Linked DNA regions of Canis lupus: region 1 is linked to region 2. Evidence: chromatin contacts called from public Hi-C data. All regions are on one chromosome and are shown on one strand. Each heading gives the region's core, a stretch centred on a gene start, on an enhancer-like site or on the middle of the called end of the contact. The rest is flanking DNA. Distances are from core to core; before and after follow the strand shown.

Region 1 (3,525 bases), core at 573-3,072, 440 kb after region 2:
AAAGATTGCTGATCGCTGGGAGACAGATAACAAACATTAAGCATAATAAGTAAATTACATGAAATATTAAAAGGAGATAAGCATTATTGAAATTTTTAAAATGAAGCAGAGTAAGGAAAACTGGGATTGTCCATTAATGATAGGAGGCATAATGGTAGGATTTCGACAAGGAATGAAAGAACTGCAAAGCCATCTGCAGTGTAAACTTCATGATAAACTTTATAGTGGGTACAAATCCTGTCACTACACATGGGTCTAAGCAGCAGAAAGAGTCACTCCTGAAAAACTGCGCCTGTGTACATATATAAAAATATACACACATACACCAGAATGATTTTTATATATATGTATATACATTTATAAATCAAGATTTTTACAGCCTATGTAAATCTACTTTGAACAATGTAATGTGGACAAGGCTTAATATGGGCTGGAACATTTTCTCCCCGTTACTTCCACGATAAACAATGCTGGAGTTTGGAGGGGGGGTATGCAAATGTCTGTAGTGTGTGTGTGTGTGTGTGTGTGTGTTTTGGATAGCATCTCCTGCTTGGAACAGAGCCGGCCAGAGCCCTATTCTTCTACAACCTGTCCTGATAACTGCCCAATCCCACAGGAACCTCAGTTCTTTTTTTTTTTTTTAAATAACAAAAACAAACAAACCCCCTTCTACAACATACAACATAGTATCATGGAGTGGTGTCCTTCATCTCTAATCCGCCCTTTATGTAGTCCTGACTCCAAGGGAAGAATGCCACCTACCGAATCATCTGCACCAGTCAGCTGGTCCTGCAAAGTGCAGCAACGCTCAACTAGACCGGGGTTGGCTCCAAAACCCCTCCCTCTGATTATTCTTTGGCCTTAAAAAAATTTGCCACTATTTGGGCTGTCAGGAAGTTATGCTCTCGGCGCAGATATCTGATAAACACTTCCACATATTGTAGCCTTCTCAATGGCTAAGCCAAATTTCAGAGTCCTCTCTCTTGCCTGCATTTTCCTTAATTGCGCTTTGACGTTTGGAATGCCCAGGTCCTTGCAGCCGCAGACAGCGGAAACCGCTGGTGCAAATTGTGCTGGGGCTGCAGAGCCCCGCTGCAGAAGCCAACGAGGGCTCCCCAAACAGGCTAACTAACGTTCGGGATTGCTCCAGAGGTCAGGCGATGCTGGGGGCTTCCCAATGTGCGCAGCCGCGGCACCCTGCGACGCGCAGCTCCCGCCCCAGGCCTCGGGGGCGGGGGTGGGCGTGCGGGTTCGGGTGGGGGGGACCCCTCCGCAACCCGGTGGAAGGGAGGCCGAAATCACCGCAAGTCCTCGGTTCGACTGCGCCGCCGCACGCGCTGCCGCGTCGCCGTTCCCCGCGGGCGCAGCGCGGGCCGAGCTGGGGTCGGGCGCGCGTGGGCAGGCGGCAGGGAGCGGCGGGAGCGGCGGGAGGGGCGGGAGGGGCGCGCGTCCGCGCTCAGAGGCTCCGGTTCGTGACACGGGCCGGGGAGCCGCCGCGGGCTGGCAAGGTCAGTCGGTCGCCCGGACCCTCGCAGACCCGTGCCTGCAGGGACGCGCCCGGCCCGTGCGCCGCAGAGCGAGGCAGCCGCTGGGAGCGCCGCGGCCCGAGGACGGCGGCCGGGGGCGGGTCCCCGCGCGGGGCGCCTGGCGCGGAGGGGGCGGGCCCGAGGCGGGGCGGGCTGCGGCGCGGGCGGGCGGTCGCCGCCGCAATCGCCTGCAGCCCGCGGTGCCGAGCGCAGCGGCGGTGCATGGCCCCGACGGGAGGCGCGCCGCCCGCACCCGGAGCCCGGAGCCCGGCGCCCTGCCTAGCGCGGCAGCCGCTCGGGCCCGCGCGTCCTCGCCCCTCCGGCCGCGGCCCCGCGGCCATGACCGCGTAGCCTCCTCCTGGCTGGGGTTTGCGGGAAAGTCTTCTTCATGGAAGCGATGTCCCCCCAGCAGGAGACTCTAGGGGGGCAGCCGGGGCGCTCCTCTTCGCTGACAGGCGTGTCTCGGCTCGCCGGAGGCCCCGGCACCAAGAAGGTGAGGACACGGAGCGGCGCCCCGCGCCCGCCGCCGCCGCCGCCGCCCCGCTCCCCCCGCGCTCCCCCCGCGCGCCCCCGCGCTCCCCCCGCGCTCCCTCCGCGCCGCCGCGGGGACTTAACGCTCGAGGCTCGCGGCCCGCTGCGTGAGTCCCGGGACGTTCCCGCCGTCCCCGCCCTCCGGCGCCGCCGTGCCCCGAGTCAGCCCGAGACCCCGGGGCCCTTGGCGTCTAGAGTCGTAACCGCTCCGGGAGCGGCCCCCGCAGCCTCCCTCCCCGTTTCCACCCGCCGCGGGACCGGCGGCCGGGCTCCTCCTCCGGTCGGGGCGCGCGGGCGGCCACCGGGGCCTCGCCTCTCCCCGCCCCGCCGGGTGCCCTGGGGGCGCCCCCGGGTCCCCCGGGCGCTCACCGCCTGCGGACGAGGTCAGCTCCGAGGGGTCAGGGCCCGCGGCGGCGGCCCCCCGCGCCAGGAAGGTAGGCGGGCGGCTGCGGCGCTCAGCCCCTCACCTGGACACCGACGCTCGGCCGGGGGGGGGGGGGTCGTGGTGGGGAGGGGGTGCTTCCTGCGCCCGGCGCGGCGCCCCCACGGCGACCCGGGCTCGGCGGCGGCGCTCGGACGCGCAGGTATGCCTGGGATGCTAACGGTCCAGACCGCAGGGGCGCGGAGGCTTAGTTGGGCCTGGACGCGGGCGGGGCGGGGCCCGTGGGCTGCGGCGGAGGGGCTGGGGGCTCGGGGCCGGCCCGGCGGCCTTCGCCCCGCGGGGTCCCCTGGCCCCCCTGGTCCCCCAGGCCCCCCAGGCGGCGGGGCGTGGGGCGGCGCGCGTGTGCCCCGTGGGCGCCGGGAGCGGGGACGGGCGGCAACTTGTGGCGTGCGGCTCCCGGGCACCCCGGGCACCCCGGGCACCCCGGGCACCCGTGCAGCTGGCGCCGGGGAGAGGGGCCCCTGGGCAAGGGCACGTGGCCCCGAGCCGCCGGCCTCGGCTGCCCCGCTCCCCGCGGACCGAACTGGGGCGTTTCGGGCCGTGTCTGCTCTTCCTCCGCCCCCCCCCCCCCCACCTTCTGGTATTGGCCCCTTTTTGCCCTGTGCCCTGAGGGTGCCCTTCCAGCGTCTCTGGAAACAACTTGGGCTCAGAGGGATGACCGTCCTTAAGAGATGTCCGGAGGCACCGCGTTTCCCCCAGCGGCTGTGCCGGCCTTCGGGTGGCCGGGACCCCACAGTCTTCCGCGAGGCTGCGCGCACCAGGAGCCTGGTGGATGGAGGTCGGTGGAGCAGAGCTGAGAGCGCCCGAGTGTGTGCGGGACCACCTGGGAGTGCCTGCGAGCTTGGTGACCGTGCGCTGAAGTGCTGGCAGCCTTTGATGTATGGAGGCTGTGGTTTGTCCTTGTTGCTTTTCTTCTTCTTAGATGAGATGCAGGGTGGCGCGCGCCTGCGTGTGCGTGTGTGTGTGTGTGTGTGTGTGTGTGTGAGAATTTACCAGGCTAGCGCCACATTCAGGAAGGTAAATGAA
Region 2 (3,534 bases), core at 743-3,242:
TCCGCAATCAATAATAGCATGCGCAAATATTAATTACTAAGCAGAAATAATATATATTATTTTTGAAAGCTTAATCTGGAAAGAAAGATGGAAAGTTTTTAAGTGAGGCCAAATTAGGAGTTTGGTTCGCCCACCCTGCAGGCACCCACAGCCCCTTCCCCCTGCCTACCCTCCTCCCACCCGAAGTCTCACAGCTGATCCAAAACTCAGCACTTTGGTCAATTACCAATTTCATGCTGCAGTGTGTAGAGGCTCTTATGTGATGACTCTATCATCTTATTTTTTGAGATCAGACTTTGAAGAGTGGGGACATTTAAAAAATATTAATTTTTCTTTCAAGGCACTTTACAAGGCATTTTTGAAATACTCTGGCATTATTTATTAACACTTAAAATTCTATTTTTTCATCTCAAATTTGTTCCCAAACAGATGGGTTTTACTCTATGCTGACACTAACATCTGTATCCTCAGAGTGAACAAATTGGGAAGATCTATAGACAGTTTGAAATCATGAAATGGCAGTTTAGGCTCTTCCTTATCATATGCATGTGGGAAGTCCTTCATCCTTAGACTAAAAATCTGAAACAGGATGCATGAGTAAAAGATATTTCAAATTCTATAGAGATGTGGATTCTCCTCCTACACTTTCCTTACCACTGAGAGCTTACCAGAAATTATTTCATTTAACACAACATTTTGCTATACTGGAAAGGAAAGCTGGAATACCTGTCTCCATTTTATAAAAATAATGTTCAGTAGAGTTGATCTTCCAAAATAAATACCTGCCTAACCTCTAGGCAGCAAAAGTAAACCTGACAACTAGTAATTAAATGTGACTAGAAATTATGAAACTGTCACCAAGCATTCTAAATTGTTGGTCTCTTGTCTGTGTGGTTTTTTAAAAATAGTTTTACATGTTTTAGCCAGAGTTTCAGGGTATTTCTTCTTGTCCGTTGCTTTGCATTATGACTTTGGGATGTCAGAAATAAACATTAGGATTATTAAGGTTTTTTTTTTTTTTTTTTTTTTTTTTTTAGTATGTGTGCTGCCGAAGCGAGCACATTAAGGTTTTCTTTAAATAAAGCATTGCAATAATTGACATTGACTCACCACTTTCCATTCTGGATGGTTCTGGTGAATTCCCTTCTGACCGGCAATGTAGGCTATCTGGTGAATGTCGTGTTCTCCTTGATACGGGATCCCAGACTCTGGCAAGGTCAGCCTGATCCTGATGGGAAAGGCTCCTGTACATGGTAGTGATGCTTCTGAAATGACTTGCTTTAGATTTGATTAAATGCAAATCCTCTGGTGTCTGTTTCTCTACAATTTGCATCCCCAATGTAGATTGTATATAAGGTACTATTTTCCTCCCCAAGAAGATTTTTATTTAGTAACAATGAGTTTCCATTAGGAACAGACTCTCTTAAAAGTTTATTATGGAAACAAGGAATCCATTATTTGTTTTGTGAATAGTAGTGCCATTTTCTATTTCTTTCATTTAGAGTCAGGTTTTAAAAAATAGTGCATATGAAAAAGCTTCTCTGTCTCAGTAGGAAATATAGGTTTTATGTCTGTAATATGTAGATTGTGAGTATATAATTTTTAAAAGCTACGCATCTTTCAGATATAGATAGAATTCTAGGCAGAAAAAAATCAAAATTAATACAAAATGAATACATTTTAATACAATTGGACAGCCTTATTACATATAGAACATAAATATATGATCCAAACCAGAAGCTCCTAAATCTGACAGTACCTCAGAATTAGTGGTGGACCTAATAAAAATACCCATGCCCAGCCACATCCAATTCTAATTCAGAAGCTTCTCAAATAGGGCCCAGAGAGCTATATTTTAAAACAAACTTACTGGGGCACCTGGGTGTCTCAGTCAGTTGAGTGTTGGACTCTTGGTTTCAGCTCAGGTCATGATCTCCTCGTGAGATCAAGCCCAATGTCCGGTTTCATGCTGGGCGGGGAGCCTACTTCAGATTCTCCCTCTCCTAAGATGAAATCAGAGAGGGAAGCAAACCATAAGAGACTCTTAACTCTAGGAAACAAACAGGGTCACTGGAGGGGAGGTGGGTGGCGGGATGGGGTAACTATGTGATGGAATGAGCACTGGGTGTTATATGTAACTGATGAATCATCAAATTATACCTCTGAAACTAATAATATGCTGTACGTAATTAAATTTAAAAAATTCTCCTTTTTCCTCTCCCTCCACCCCTCCTCCCTTTAAAAAATAATAAAAAAAATAAAACAATAATTTTTTTGAGAGTGGTCTTTTTGAGGAATATTCGGTGTCATGAACTCCTCTAGAACCAAAACCAAAAACAAAACAAGCCAAAAAACCCCCAAACAAACCCCAAACAACCAAATTTTTGGTAATTTCTGACATTTTCCTTATTAATCTTCAAGGACCCATGATTGCTGCTTAACCTAATTTTGGTTCCATTTCCTAGTCCTGCACAGAGTTAGTTTAGTCTGGATTGGTCTGAGACTTGGAATTTCAGGGCTTGAAGTAGGTAGGTATCATCTGGTAGTCCTTCAACCTGGCTCTGTCTCAGAGGCCTTCACCTCATTTCAGATCAGTGGAATCTGGAGGTTTCCTGGAGGTCCCCAGAGGTCCCCGACACGGACTTAGAAGGTCTGCAAAGTCTAAACCAATTTCATTAACTATTAACTTTTTTTCCCTTTAACTCTCTCATTCTCTCGTGAAAGTACAGAAGAGTTTTCTAGGGCCGTGTCACATGATATATGAATGGGAGATCATGGCAGATATGGGAGCATCTAGTTGTTTTCTATGAAGACAGACATTCAGGAGAGATTTGCAAAATTGTAAAACAGTGCCACTCTTCTCAATAACTTTATTTGGGAAGCATAGTTATTTTTAATTAAAATGTTATTTACATCAACATGTAATGGTTCATTGTTGTTATTTTAAATGAATAGTAAATATATTTTCTTAATCCTTAGTTTTGATTTTCAATATAAAATATTTATACGTGGATAGAAGTCATATTTTAAAAAGCTCTTTGGTGTCCTCCATAATTTACAAGAGAGTAAAAGGGTTCTGAGACCACATGGTTTGACACCTGATCCTATGCAAGAACATCTACAGTATAAATGAGTTTCTAGAATGTTCTAACAAATTTGAAAACATTGTGTTTGCGCTTCTATTATGGAGAGAATTCACCTCTTATGTCCTTCACATTTCTAAAAGAAAATAAAAAAGACAAAATTTGGCTTAATTTCCTAGTTTCTAGCATCTGTTTCCTTTTCTCCTTTAAGTGAATGAGAAGAGGAAGAGCCACAGCCATACTGATCATATAGCCCCCGTGATTTGTATTCTTTTCCAAGCGGGGGTCATCCCAATTCTTTCTTACTCTGCTAACCAAATAGCTCTATGTTAAAATAAAATAAACATTATTAAGTGAACTTTACTATCTCTGCAATTAATTCCCCAAACATGTTGATTCTTCTCAACATTGCACTGGAAGATTTTAAACTTTTTAGGTAGAATGGAACCAT

What was found. Hi-C and Micro-C count contacts between places; a contact is called where the count stands out from the background.
Region 1: a Hi-C map of skin fibroblasts shows a contact between it and region 2, with 3 times the contacts expected there. The contact joins the promoter of ARHGAP20 here to the promoter of C5H11orf53 in region 2. A contact is called at or near these places in 2 of 9 Hi-C or Micro-C datasets (liver and skin fibroblasts).

What each region holds. Positions count from the first base shown.
Region 1 is chr5:22,261,074-22,264,598 of UU_Cfam_GSD_1.0, forward strand. It overlaps ARHGAP20 (rho GTPase-activating protein 20), which reads left to right and starts at 1,823. Exons shown (of 15, transcript XM_038538797.1): 1 at 1,823-2,019. The coding sequence starts at 1,915.
Region 2 is chr5:21,819,819-21,823,352 of UU_Cfam_GSD_1.0, forward strand. C5H11orf53 reads right to left here and starts at 1,993. Exons shown (of 6, transcript XM_038535515.1): 1 at 1,871-1,993; 2 at 1,111-1,244. The coding sequence starts at 1,120.